Regions from separate parts of the Gasterosteus aculeatus genome. Here region 1 is linked to region 2. Evidence: chromatin contacts called from public Hi-C data. All regions are on one chromosome and are shown on one strand. The core of a region is the stretch at or near the end of the contact, and the rest is flanking DNA. Distances in the headings are between cores, read along the strand shown.

Region 1 (4,295 bases), core at 128-2,627, 36 kb after region 2:
AAATGTCTTTACTTCACTTCCAACATCATATTTTACAGCACTGTTGTGTGGAAGAAATATGCGCTAAACTGTGTAAACTTTCCACAAATAACTTTCAAGCAATCCGCAACTTGTCCAGCTAAAAGCTCAAATTTGGCCCTGGCATTTTTATAATTATTGCAAAAAAACAACCTAGTTTGTGGAACAGGAGTCATACGCTGTTCACCTGCTCAAGTTGACATCAATTAAGAGTGAAAGTTCCCCGATGCCGCCTATAGGCACCAGGCCATCGTCATTTAAAACCCCAACCAAGGAGCTGTCTGCTGGAGAAACAGGTGCACGGTCGCACTGGTGATAATGGACTTGCTTACACAGCCGGTCAAATCAATGTCTCCTGCTAATAAGGTGTGGATTCTGTCCGTCAACACTGCAAGTTATTGTCCGTGCAATTGTCCATTGTGCAGCTGTTGTGTGCCGGGTGTTGTGCCTGCGGGACAGGTGGTGACAAGGGGGTGAACTTTGGCTGCCGGTGATTTAGCATCAGTGTGGTGTGGGTCAGGTGGCTGCATGGCTCTGACAGGGATAAACTTTGTAGCTTACAGGCCAAATGAGTGTCTGCCCGCCAACACGGCTCGAGATGGACATTAGCCTGCTGATTTGTGGCCTGAGCGGCCAAGGGCTTTGGACAAGTTAGCCGCTCCGCTCCTCCAGGCGTAATGATGATACAGCTGCAGGGGGGGGTGAAGCTTGGGGAGGAGGTGGGGGGGCAGGGGGGGGGGGGGGGGGGATTAGGAGGAGGTGGGATTTTCAGATCCCGGAAAGCAGATGAAGTTCTTGGGACAAAGACAACGCCGAATGGAGGTGACACATCGTTGGGGGTGGGAGTGCTGAGTTGAACGTGTTAGTGACTAAGTGAGGCATGAGAGGAGACGTGGCGGGCGGAAAACGAGAGAGAGAGAGGGAGAGACACGCAGAGAGACGGGCATGACGGTCCGTTAGAGGTCAGTTTAATAATTGAACTGGTCGCTGAGGTGTGAATAGTTATTACACATGGAACTGGAATTCCCGTGAAGTGATTTAATTCGCTGACGCGGGATGAACAGAAAAAAACCCGCTGCGGCTGATGATTGCAACAAAACACGATTCAGACTATTTATTTATTCAAAAACGTGTCACTGAATGACGGTCATTACGTTTTATCAGAGAGTAAAAAGGGAGGATGCCCTTCTTTGACTTTACTGGAAGACTAAGATGGATAAGGAGCCGCAGTAATTACCAGAACCCTTTCACAAGGCCATGAAACCTGGCTGCTCCATGAACAGGCCTGGGTGTGTGTGCGTGGGGGGGGGGGTTGAAAGGGTTAAGGCTGTTTGGCTGATGAAATGTCGCTCCAGGACCTCGCGGTGAGAAAGCCGTGTCCTCCTCCCCTCCCTGTCTATGTGGCACGTCCTCCTCAGATCCTCTCCACAATGTAATTATGGGAGGGGGGGGGCAAAAACAGTGGGAACGGAGGGGCGGGGGGGCAGGTGAGTGGTGCTCGCCGGGGCGCCAGGGCAAAACAAACAGCAGCAGCCGCACGTGCCTCATACTTACCAGGAGTGGGTGGGAGGGCAAACGCGTCGCGGCGGGTTGGCCGAGGCCTCCCGGTCGGACTCCCTTTCTCTCCCTCTTATCCGCTCCGCGTTGTTCCAAGCTCTGCGCCATTGTTTGCCTTGGCAGGCCGTGGCAGGGAGGGGCCCCTCGGCTGGTGTTTGTGCAACCTGTTAGGGGACTTTTCAGGGCCATCTGATCTCTCCCAGTTCCTCCGTCAGAGTGGTTCGAGGTGGCTCCACGTGCAGTAGGTCCGTGGTCCTACATCCTGCACCGCCACCCCCTCCATACACATTTTAATTATGACCACGCTGTATCAACGTAGCAACGGTTACCTAGCAACAAGATGGACAAGAATAAACCACATGTAAGATTGGTATGCAAGTTGTATACCTGTAGGTGTAGTTGTGTACAAGTATGCGATTCTCTGAAAATCTTTATTTTTCCCCTTTTTTCGGGGTGATCCACAAAAGAAAGTGTGTGTCTGTGTGTGTGTGTGTGTGTGCGCGCATTCAGCCATGGCCGTTTTAGAGCCAGTCAACAATGCAGCTGTGGCGAGTGAGCCACGCATCAAAGTATCCGTCTACACCGGCCTCCATGACCACCAAGTGTGGACGGCGTATTTTAAGCACTATTCATACATGTGGACGAAGCTTTACCGCCGTAGCTGCAGTGAATCAACAGGTAGGAACCCAGGAAGCTGCGGAATGACGTTTCTTAGAGAGAAGCGCAGCAGAAAGAACATCGTGGCTCTTAGTCACAGAGCCGTAAATCAAACGAGAGTGGGGAGGGTTTAGTGCACAAGTGAGCATTCTGACAGGATACAGTTCATCTATCTAGAGTGCAATCTGACCTCCTTTGTCGTTTCGTTTCATTTCTCACCACATCCCAATCGCGCCAGAAGTTGTTCACATGAAGGCATCGCCTTGCTTCGTGCTCGGGTATAGAGAGAAAGACGGATAGAGAGAGGGATGGAAATCACACGCTTTATTGTTTGTTTTAGGAACTGCAGCGTCAAACAGAAGTCAAGTCAAGTCATTTTATTTTGTATAGCCCAGAATCGCAAATTACAAATTTGCCTCAGAGGGCTTTACAGTCTGTACACATACGACATCCTCTGCCCCGAAACCCACCATCGGCACAGGAAAAACTCCCCAAAAAATGAAAAAACCCTTACAAGAGGGAAAAAAAGGGAAGAAACCTTAGGGAGAACGTCAGAGGAGGGATCCCACTCCCGGGATGGACAGACTACAATGGATGCCATGTGTACAGAATGAACAATGTATAATACATGCAATTCCTATGACAGAAATGATTCAAGTAATTGTGAGTAGTAAGCCAGGCGCACAGCAGGACCACTGCAGAGGCAACCACCATCAGATAGAACCACCATCCACAGAATCCTGTGGGGAGGGAGAGCACAGAGATTTTAGGAGAGGGTAATGTCGGTTTATGAGTAAAGTAATATTATTAATATCTAAAATAATGATGATGATGATGATGATGATGATGGCAGCAGCAGGCGTCAGCATGGCCACGGTAGGTGTCAGGACCAGGGTCCCGAAGGAACCACGATCTATAGCGGCAGTAAACATATTAATGGGAGAACAGTGGACTTTTGTCTAATGTGCTGCCGGCATGATGGGTTTCCCGAACACACAAAGTGGAAAAAAACACGTTCCTACCAGAGATTGTGATGGCACATTCAAGAATAAATATTACAAGATGCGATGTTTGCTGAAAATGAGACATGCTTTATTTACCGCTTGTTTCCTTCGCTGCACAGATGGCACACAAACAAGCATGCCTACAGTATATTTTAATAAAGCGAGACTGTCACTCATTGTTAACAATATCAGCTTCCATCTATTCACATGACAACACTTTTTTTAAATCCTTCACCTAATGAATGGCAGCTGCTTGTCATTGTTGACTCCTAAAATCGATGTTTTTAGAACAATGAATCCTCATTTGCCTTAACGTCTTCCTCAAAGGAATGAAAAAATTAAAGGTGCTTGAGATGACGAAATGTTTCTGCTTCTGACGGGATTTTCAATGTGAAAATGACTGTGGCCAATCGTCACCTGGCAACAGGAAGTCAAAGAGGACTTTGTGAATCGCAGTATAAAATTCTCAAGGTATTTTTGGACAAAAAAATGAAACTGCACGACAACTCTTTTGTACTCAGGTTTTTGATCATTCAAACTGACTTTTATCCTGGTTACTTTGTGAAGCTTTATTTATTTAACTCCCTTCTACAGTGAGACAAACCTGAACAAATCAACAAATCAACACAACATGGACAAATATTTAAAAGATTGAGTTTATCAGCCTGTGGGTCTTTTTCTATAAATTTCCCTGGTCTTCTCTCCTAGACCACAGCCGAGAGCAGAATGGTTCACCACAGAGAGGAGGATCTCATCGGGATCCCCTTCCCAAATCACAGCAGCGACGTCCTCTGCAGCCTCAACGAGCAGCGCCGCGACGGGCTGCTGTGCGACGTCGTCCTCATCGTCCGCGACCACGAGTACCGAACCCACCGCTCCGTCCTGGCCGCCTGCAGCCAGTACTTCAAGAAGCTCTTCACGGTGGCCACGGCCGACGGCGGGGATCATCACACCGCGGTGGCCGTGTACGAGATCGACTTCGTGGCCCCGGAGCCCCTCACCGCCATCCTGGAGTTCGCCTACACGTCGACTCTGACCGTGACGGCGTCTAACGTCAAA
Region 2 (4,413 bases), core at 649-3,148:
GTTACGTTGCTGCTGCTGCACAACCAGAGGGCATCGACATTTGTGACTGCTGCTCTGGGAGGATTCTTTCATCCACTGCTGGGCCTTCGAGGGCAGAGTTCGCAGCCTCAATCAGTCACGGCATCAATGCAGCGGTTCTACTGGGCCGGGACACCACGGGGGTGATGACACTGCACCGACTCTGCTTAGACGGGCAAAGCGAAGCTGAATCTGAAGCTGGGTGTCAAGATCAGCAGCACTTTGCAAGTCATTGCTTAGTAGTTACATTTCAAGAGTGAATTGGAACGATCCTTGGAACGTCCGGCTCTCTAGATCCTTTTGCCCGTGTTGCCAGATGAAGACATGTTTACCAAACGTTGCAGGAGGTTGACAAATGACACACACGGTCTGGGTGGAAGTCAGACGGCAGACACTAAGGCATCTCCTGTCAATGAATAGTGACACTTGCTGAACTGGACTTACAAGTAGGCCGACTTCTTTAGATTACGCTGCTTTGAATTCTCTCTCCACCCACCCCTCAGAAAAAAAGCTGTATTTTTAAGATAAATTCAGGCGGTGCTTGGTCCTGATTTTCTTGTCACTTTAAAATCCGGAGGGTCTCTTTGGTGTGACCTGTGGTAGCGTGCAAACATTCCTTTACCTCACCAGAGTCACTCTGATCCAATCAGCAACTGAACCGCAGGAATCTCCAAAATGTTATGACGTAACCGGCTAAAACCGGGGGAAAAAACAACTCCTGACGACCACTTAATGTTAGTTTAAGTGTTTTAACTTTACCTTTGCATTCCAGCATTCTTTCAACCTGTTTCAGACCTGACCCATCCACTAATAAAAGTCAAACAACATGCAAAACAAATACAACTGCTTCTATTCGCTCCTACTTATTTACCTTTCATCAGACATGTCACATGTGGCTGTTCAGTGATCAGTGATTCTCTCTGTGCTGCCACAGACCAGCAGCAGCTGTGATCTCCTCTTTGTTGTTGGACGGGCAGCTGATCTGCAGCGTGCTCAGCTGCTGCTATCGGACTATTTGAATGGACGCTGGCATTCGTGTCCTGCGGCCACTTTCGTTACTAGACAACGAACCGTTCGCAAAACAAGGTGTCCTTTACAACCAGGACGAAGCCATCACTACCTCAGATACAGTTTTCTACGGTTCCTTTTTTATTATTATTGTCCACTCCCAAACCACGCCCATGCTGTCTGGGATGCTAGCCCGTGTGTGTGTGTGTGTCCGTTAGCCTCGCCGTGTCTCCAAATGACGTGCACCGCCATCACTGCACCCGCATCGTCTCCACGGACAAAAGTTTTAAAAAGGCACATCTGGGTTTGGAGGGGGGGGGCGCGCTTCCTTCGGCACCCCCGCCGCGACTGCCCGCGTGCGAGCCGGTAACAATGGTGACGCGAGCTCCGCGGCTAACCAGCCGGCTAACGCTAGCTAGTTATTAAGTGCAAACGGTAAACACCGGGCCACACACCGCGGGTCGTAACCGCCCAAGCGGCAGCCGCGCTTAACGCCAACAGGTCCGCCGGTTGCTGAGGCCAAAACGCCCGCAGCCTCAGCGGCAGGTCCAGCGCATCTTTTAAAAACTGTTATCGGGTCGACACGGTCGTGGCAACGGACGGCCACCTTCACCCGGCTTAAAACGGGGATAAATCCTCACCCGAAGAGAGACTCGGCCTCCTGGTGAACCCGGGATCTCCTCCTGAGGTCAAAGCCGCCGCGTCATGGGTGTTGTTTTTCCTCTCCGGGAGAGAAGCGGGGAAGAGGGTTAGCTACGTAGCGGTAGCTGAGACTCCGACGTCCAAGGGAAAAGGGGGAATGCAGGAATGTGACGTTCACTCCCGGTTTGCTGGCCGCGGTGACACGTGAACTGGAGAGCGGGGCATTGTGGGAAATGGAGTGCAGCGTCAACGCGAGCGTTCGCTTGAGGAGAGGCCAGATGAATGACTGGACGTGTCACACTATAACCCGTATACCTGCTGCACACTGTTTTTAGTTCTAAAATGAATAAAAGACAAGATAAGCACGTCACACATAATCCCCCAGAAACCATTAAGGTGGTCTTAGTGGTGGAAAGTAAGTACATTTACTGAAGTAGATTATTAATGCAAAATATAATCAATAAACAAATCACGATGATAAGAGTAGGCAACAACTTTTATGAACCCCTGGGACCAATTCACAAGCTATGCAGATAGTAGTAGAAGTAGTAGTCGAATTTGGCCCCACCTTTACGAGCTTCAAAATGAAAGTGATCTAGGCCTTTATAGTATAATGAGTATACTTTGGATACTAAGTTTAAGTATATTTTGAGGCCAATATGTTTGTACTTTTACCTAAGCGAGAATTTGAATGGAGGACTTTTAACACAATATTTCTACTCTTTGCCTTTTCTACTTTTGCTTATAGGATTTAAATTATTCTTCCATCACTGGAAATAACTAATTACACGACAGAAAGACAAATTTTTAAACTTATTTATAAAAATTAAGAGGTTAGTGACTGACTGTAATCGTCAGCATAATTGTTTAAAGCTTTGACTTAAACAACTTTTAACTGTACTATATCTACCTGAACTATTGTCTATAATTCTTCACAGTTTAGTGTAATGGGCTTGAATCAAGAACCAGAATCTGTATCACATTGATATTGTATAATACAATTGTATTGTACAATTCTAAAATCCTGGCCTATAGTTCCCCTCAAATAACAACACGTGTTTAACGAGGACTCTGAACAAATGACTGCAGATCAGATGGAACCCTCTGAAGCATCATTTCAATGTAATTATGACCCCTTGTGGATGTTGATAAAAGTGCCGTCGGAGGAGCAGACTGCTCCACTGTTTTAGTTTGGAGTGTTTGTGTGTGCTTCTCTATATGTGTACATATTGTGAATAATAACACTGGGATTTTTCTGGGTCTTTAGTCAATATGTTAGACGGCTGGAAGATGAAGCTGACTGAAATATAGACTCACACATATGCCTGACGCACATAACGCGGACAGAAAGGTACACAATTCAGTGACAGATGAGCAAAAAGCTGCAGATATGCCTGCGAGTAGAAAAGGTCAGACAGTTATCCTCCTCCTCCAGATGGCTGCGGAACGTGTTCGCCACCACAGTCAGAGGCTGATTAACTACCATGGCGTGATGGAGGCTCCAGCAGGTTACCACACCCTCCGCCCCATTCCTCTTCTTCTTCTCAGTCTCCCCTTCCTCCCCACTCCCTCGCCCAACAGCTCTATATCTATCCTTAGTCATGCCATAATTACTTTGTTGTCCTCTCCACATCACCCGCAGCGCTGCCAGCCTCTCATCTGTCCGTCTGCCTCCCATACCGCTGTGCAGATGCTCCATTTCTGTCATCTCCTCTGATACAAGCTCACCTATAGCTCTTACGTTTTTGACGTGAAAAACACAGAAAACACACAGTAATAATTGTCAGACTCTGTCTTATCAATCTTATACCTGTTTTAACACGTCTATTGAGCTGCAGATTTGAGGCCAGTGTGGAGGTAGAGTGTATAAGTTGGCTTGTGTCAAAGTACTTTGCACTGTTACCAAGGAAACCATAAAGTCGAACTTCTATATCATTCCATTGTTCTAAAAATGACGACACTTGCAGAGGTTTTTGCGATACTTCACATAAGCAAACCCATTAAAATGTTTTTTTTATTTCATGTTCTCACAGTGTATTTATTAATAATAAAGACACCCACTGCGTAACAGGATTCAAATATGTGTGTGAGAGGTGTGTGTAAGTGAGCTAGTAAGGTCATACTTATCTTAACCAATAATAATCTCAGCCAACAATTTATGAATGTGAATAACTTATTTTTGTCTGGTTTTCTTCTTGCTAAAGAAAGCTTTGCTCTTGAAATCCATTTTAATGTTGTGTTTGACGACACCGTAGTAACATCACGTGGAGCAAAAAGAAAGTGGACAAAGCCGAATCCTCACCAGAGGGGTCGGTACTAAGGCGCAAGTTAGCAGCGGAGCATGATGATATTTCCGTCTGTGCGTGTTATAAAAGGCAAGACCATAAACATGGAATTAGACGGTGCAGGAGCCGCAGCTCCAAAGGTCACAGACTCGCCCCTTCCTGTGGCTCCGGAGGGCAACGGTGTGACACAAACAACGCTGGGCCATCACACGGTCATTACTGTACTGAGTATTGGTGTCAGTCTGTGAAGTTTATGTGGCCCCCCGTGCATCTGTTCCCACAGGTGGGATGGGTGCAGGAGAAAGAGGTGGGAGAAATGTCCATGAACCAGCTACCGAACTGGATGGAGAGAAAACCCAGTGGGTGGAAGTGACTGAACGTTTCTTTGTGTAAAACACACACACACACACACACACACACACACACACACACACACACACACACACACACACACACACAC

What was found. Hi-C and Micro-C count contacts between places; a contact is called where the count stands out from the background.
Region 1: a contact with region 2 is called in a Hi-C map of whole body, with 1.7 times the contacts expected there. The contact joins the enhancer-like site here to the promoter of ctif in region 2. A contact is called at or near these places in 2 of 6 Hi-C or Micro-C datasets (tail fin and whole body).

The regions. Positions count from the first base shown.
Region 1 is chr14:5,521,699-5,525,993 of fGasAcu3.hap1.1, forward strand. zbtb7c (zinc finger and BTB domain containing 7C) reads left to right here. Exons shown (of 6, transcript XM_078088115.1): 4 at 3,945-4,295. The coding sequence starts at 3,963. Among protein-coding and RNA genes, the nearest start is that of zbtb7c, 11 kb to the left of the region's middle. Within about 2 kb of position 1,378, at least 6 of the 9 cell types and tissues checked have open chromatin away from gene starts, as enhancers often do.
Region 2 is chr14:5,485,282-5,489,694 of fGasAcu3.hap1.1, forward strand. It overlaps ctif (CBP80/20-dependent translation initiation factor), which reads right to left and starts at 1,899. Exons shown (of 13, transcript XM_078088109.1): 1 at 1,668-1,899.